Regions from separate parts of the Mus musculus genome. Here region 1 is linked to region 2. Evidence: chromatin contacts called from public Hi-C data. All regions are on one chromosome and are shown on one strand. The core of a region is the stretch at or near the end of the contact, and the rest is flanking DNA. Distances in the headings are between cores, read along the strand shown.

What was found. A called contact is a pair of places that touch in the nucleus more often than the background predicts.
Region 1: a contact with region 2 is called in a Hi-C map of the N1E-115 cell line, with 2.4 times the contacts expected there. The contact joins two enhancer-like sites. A contact is called at or near these places in 3 of 484 Hi-C or Micro-C datasets (the C10 cell line, the N1E-115 cell line and bone marrow-derived macrophages), 4 of 115 datasets of contacts at active chromatin or transcription factors (embryonic stem cells, neural progenitor cells, pancreatic cancer cells and 1 more) and 1 of 9 other capture datasets (embryonic stem cells).

What each region holds. Positions count from the first base shown.
Region 1 is chr6:89,414,659-89,417,358 of GRCm38.p6, reverse strand. All of the region lies in intron 6 of Chchd6 (coiled-coil-helix-coiled-coil-helix domain containing 6), which reads left to right. Among named protein-coding and RNA genes, the nearest start is that of Gm52910, 4.3 kb to the right of the region's middle. Within about 2 kb of position 1,403, at least 11 of the 459 cell types and tissues checked have an H3K27ac peak or open chromatin away from gene starts, as enhancers often do. A contact at or near this core is called in the N1E-115 cell line and bone marrow-derived macrophages, where this site is marked.
Region 2 is chr6:88,923,801-88,926,500 of GRCm38.p6, reverse strand. No RefSeq gene overlaps it. Among named protein-coding and RNA genes, the nearest start is that of Gm36268, 8.1 kb to the right of the region's middle. Within about 2 kb of position 1,345, at least 227 of the 459 cell types and tissues checked have an H3K27ac peak or open chromatin away from gene starts, as enhancers often do. A contact at or near this core is called in the N1E-115 cell line and bone marrow-derived macrophages, where this site is marked.

The sequences.
Region 1 (2,700 bases), core at 154-2,653, 490 kb before region 2:
ATACAGACATACATGTAGGCAAAACACCAACTTACATAAGAAATAAAAATGTGTGTGTGTGTGTGTGTGTGTGTGTGTGTGTGTGTGTAAAACAACTGTTAGTCACCCCATATGGGTGCCGGGAACCAAACTCAGGATCTCTTCAAGAAAATGATCTTAACCATTGACTATTTCTCTGGACCCTCTGCTCTAAGAACTCTCTGAACCTGGGGTAGGTGGCTGGGGCCTTAGATCACTAGGCCTGACCGTCTGGCTCAGACCTCAGCCCTACACTTACTAGGAAGTCACTCCAATCAGTGAGGTCTTTGTTTCTTCACCTCTAAATAGGATACACTTTGCAATACCCTACATGATGGCACATAGCCTCCACAGAGAAGGGAGGCATAGGATTGTGTCAGCTGCTGATGGTGGTAGCAGCATGACTTTTGGCTAGAGGCTGAGTCAGCAGTCTTCAGGAACCCAGCTGGATCTCTGAGAGATGATCTGGTCATAAGTATTGAGTCCTTGTCAGTGGGATCAGTGTTCATGTGAGAGGGATGCTAGGAGGATGCCTTGTTCTTCCCATCCTGAGAAGATATGGGGAGAAGGCACTGTCCATGAAGCAGGGCTATGGGCCTCTCACTCCCCAGAAACTGCCACCCCATGGCCACATGGGTATCTAGCCTTTAGGACTGTGTTCAAGAAGTGGATGTTCTTTGTGAACCATCTGTGAGTCTCAGCTCCACCAGTACTAAGAGATTTTAATAATGGCAGCCATTGAGTCACTTCACAACACTTGCTTGGTAGAGAAAGATTTGATGAATAGAGTTTCTAGAATACTGTCTTTTCCCTCATGTAGTAAACAGTGCAAAGTTAGAAAGTATTTTCCTTAAATATCAAAGGAAAAAATGTTTGTGAAATTTTTCAGATTAGCAAATGATTGCAAATTGCATTGTAAATGTCACAGGAATGAATGCCAGCTGCTAGTGGCAGAAATGGTGGGAGTTTCCTTCCAAGACAGTGGAGCATCGCTAACAGCTCTGAGCAAACCAAATGATTACTGAGATGATAAACTCTGTCCATGTTTTTGTTCATTCATTTACCACATGTGGCGTGGCTCCTGTTCCTGATAGCTGATAGAACTGAGGTTCTAGCTAGGAACAGGACAGCTTCTTTCTCTGCCAGGAAGAACCTAGTGACATTTGAGATATGAAAAACAGTTTCTTAAACTGAATTGCAGAGGAAGCAATTTCCCAGCAAACGTTCACAATGGTCTAGTAGTACTATGAGATATGGTGCATGAGTTAGGAGTGTCCAGCAAGGAACCTGACCTAGGCTGGATTTGCAGAGGAAATGACATTTGAACTGACTCTTATGAGATGAAAAGGAGTTGCCAAAGGAAGGAAGGGGAAGCTAGTTTCAGCATGTGCATAAAGCCCTGAGACAAGAAGTCTTGTAGTTCACTTAAGGAACAGAAAGATGACCGGTATAACCAGAGTACTGCGCGGGAAGAGAGATGTAGATGAAGTTCCTAGAAGTAAGCTGGGGTTACATTAAAATCACATGGTCTATTTTCATTTTATTAAGAATGCAAAGTGCATCCATGTGCTATTTAGCAGCACCTTAAACAACTTTGGACCTCATGGGCAGTAGGCCAGAAGAGCACAGAGGGGCTGAACACTTACTTCTACAGCATTGCATGTCAGTGCACACAGACCTCTGAGCAGCCAGTGAGACAACAGCACAGGCATCTGTGTACAGCACACCATGTTTGGTGATCACAAGTGGTGGTGCTGCTGGTTTAGTGCTCTGTATATGAGGCTACTGTTGGTCATTATTTTAATGTGTGCTCATTCTACTTTACAAAGAAAAAAATCAGCCATAATGTAGTGTGCTCTATGACCTGGACAGTGGCTGCTGCCATCTTATAGATGGTGTGTCTCAGTTGCATCAGGAGGCCACACCAAGTGATTAACACATGCCATCAGGGTTTGCATCGTGTGATTTGGCTGATTTAAGAGAGAAATAATAAGCTGCTCTACTACTGTTCACATGATGTTGTTAACAACACATTTCTTCAGAACAGCTCGCTGTGGATGAGCAGTGGATAAGCTTACCACACCCAGCTTTATTTCCTTTCTTTTATCTGTGGTCATGCCTAGGAATTCTCTCTTGAGCATATAGCTTTGCTACAGCATTTTAAGTTCTGAACTGATGTATTTTCATTGCAATTTAGTTCAATTTTTAAAATTTTAAATTCAGATTTCTTTTCTTGAAGAAATATATTGATGATTTTCTAAACATTGGAGGATTTTCTACTTTTGGTATGCTTGCTCTCAAGTTCAGTTTGCTAATTAGTGACTTGAGAACAGGAAAGTGAAATCTCTTGGAAGCTTGACTTATAATCCAGTATATGGTCTGTTTTGGTATCCTGCATGGTTACTCTTCACTGTCGGCTTCACTGAATTTAAAGTTACCTGGAAGACACCTCTGTGTGTTGCCTTTGAGTAGAGTCTACCTGAAGAGGGAAGACTTGCCCTAAATGTGGATAGCACCATCACCATGGATAGGATGGGAAAAGGGAGGGAGGGGATGAATTGAGCATTGAATTTATCTTCCTGCTTCTTGTTCCTGCAACTGTTTGCTCCTTTTGGGAAAGAATTCTTGATTCCAGAACAGGAGTGTTTCTGCCAGAAGGTGCAGTCATCCCTTTGAAGTAGA
Region 2 (2,700 bases), core at 96-2,595:
TGGGAAGCAACTCTGCCTGTATCTTCTCTCCTTTATGGCCTTAGTCTCCACTGCCTCCCCAGCTAACAATAGCCTCTTTACATCACCCCCCCCCCTTCTCATCCAGGCTATTTATTTGCCTGTTATCTGTGATTTCTAGTAGAACACAGCCCAGAGGACAGGGGCCCTGTCTATTCTATACACCACCAGAGCCTAGAGCACTGACTGGCACATAGTAGGTATTTAGTAAATGTCTGCATGAATGAGCAACTGCAGATTGGGAGCAGCAGGCTGGAAGAGGGCTGCTGCACACAGGGCCAAAGTCAGGGTCTGGCCATGAGCCCTGCTTTGAGCGGCATCCAGTCAGGCAGGTCCCATGCACTGTCAAGCCCCTGCCTTTGTGCCCCTTCCCCTCCCATCAGTCTCCTCAGGCAGGGAAGAGGCCAAGAGGTCATGGGTCTCCTAGAGACACACTGGGGGGCAGGGGGAGGGTCTCTATTCAATAGGAAGCATTGTGACACCTAATCACTCTGTTCCTGGTGGAGGGTGTCACAGGGGTGATTCTCAGTAGCCTCAGTAGCCTAACAGAAAATTAGCATGGCAGCCAGCAAGAACAAAGAGGCAGATCCCTCCCCCCCCCCAGGGGGCCCTGCTCACAGCCAAGCTCTCCCTCACAGTATCCCAGCCCTTTAAGCCTAGCCTCTCACAGGCCTTAGACAGAGGAGGCCCTGAGAACTCTCACAGATGCAGGTGCTCTGACAAACGCGTGGAGGAAATGAGCAGGTGCTCAGCAGCCCTGTGGATGGGCCCCTCTGTATGGAGCTCTCCTGCGCATGCCTGTGCTGTCTGGTCTTTTGTTTTTAATGTAGACTTTGCAAGAGAGGACACACAGAACTTGGAATAATGGGTCTGTAGTAGAAAGGATCCCTTTCCACACCTGGCTCCCACCCTGCCCCCAAGATAAGCACGCCCACTGAATCCTTGCAAGATTTCTTTATGCATATAGAGAGATGTGGACATAAGGACAGATGGACACACACACACACATGCACTCTAAGCTTGGCTCTGCCTGTTATACCTCTCCATTACACTCCGTCTGGAGTCTCTTCTTCATCAGAATGTATCTTGAACCCCTGTGGCTCTCCTGAAAGCCTGTGTGTCACTTCACAGTGAATCCCCTCTTGTTGGACATTAAGGGTACTTCCAGCTCTCTGCTTTAGCAGATGATATCTTGATATGCCAATCTTTACACATTCCTCCCTCTGCAAGCTGCTTTTCTTTTTTGCTCAATAATAAATGATGCTTATCTTCCCGGGTAAACAGCCCTGCCAGTCCTTTGAGAGCTGAATAGCATGCCATTGTGCTTTCTAGCCAAAGCAGATGTAACCACTCCCTCACTGGAGTCTAGACTGTTGCCAGCATTTTGTTATTACAGGCTGCTCTGCAGGGACATTCCTTCAAGCTAAGCCTTGGCACATGTCCTTAATTCTCTCCTCGGCCACGTGCCCAGAGATGGAATTTATAGGTCAAAGGGTGTGGTTTTTTTTTCTTTTATCTTTTTTTGGTGCCACATTTTAAAATCCTTTGAAGTGTGTGTGTGTGTGTCTGTGTGTGTCTGTGTGTGTCTGTGTCTGTGTGTCTGAGTGTTTTGTATTTTCTTTTAGGCTAGAGGTTCCTGGAGGTGCCCTCAAAGCTTTCCTGTGGTTTTGCATAATGGGCTCTGTATGCTTTCTCTCCCTCCCTCTAAAATTGCTCAGCCATCGTCTGCGCCTGCCTCATGGGTGGGAGCAGACTAAGTCTTTCCCCAGCCTGGAAGCTTTTTCCCCTGAGCAAAATGTGGGAGGAGCTGTAGCTCACTGGAGTTCCTGTGTGACCTGGGCAGCCAGGGAAAGCAGGGTGTGGTGGTGTGTCCATAGCCACAGCTGCTCCTGCTCTGAGGTTGAGTTGGCCTGAGACCTGGGACAAACATCTCACCACTAGGAAGCATTACCCAGACTCAAGCAGAGGAGCCTGAGTTCCAGGCCAGCCTGGTCTACAAAGGGAACTCCTGGCAAGCCAGTGCAACATAGTGAGCAAAGAAATGAACAAAAACAAAATCCAGAGCTCAGTGATCAAGGCATCAGGGCAGTAAAGACTGAAGATGCTGAAGATGAGCCAACTCTTCACCAATGGGCCTGACTTGATACCTTGGCCATCAGGAACATTACTAGGCCCACTGGCCAGGCAGGGCCTGAGGATTGGGTGTCCCCTATCAGTGTCACTGCCTGCCATGGGCTGGAAGTGTTGGAGCCATTGGAAGAAAAGGTTCACCTTCTCCCTGCACTCTCTGGCCTTCCAGCCTGCTTGGGTGTTCTATGCTCAAACACAGATTCCCTTTGGCCAAAGGCAGGATAAGACTGAAATGGTTGGGCCAATGACACTGTGGCAACTCCCTAGCCACCAGGTGGACAGCTACAATGGTTCTGAGAAGCCTGAGACAGAGGAGGAGACCCCACTAACCCTCGAGTGCTGGGATGGTGCTGGGCACTGTTAAAAATCACTATTATTGTTAATTATAAATTCTCTAGGTTCTTACTGTAAGCACACCCCTCTGATGTTCATGTTCCTGCAAATAAACAAAGACACTAGGGGGGAGAAGAGCAATTTGACTCCCTAATTAGCAGCTATTAGATCCTCCCTAGTTTCTCTGAGCAAAACGACTATCAGATAGTCAACCAGATT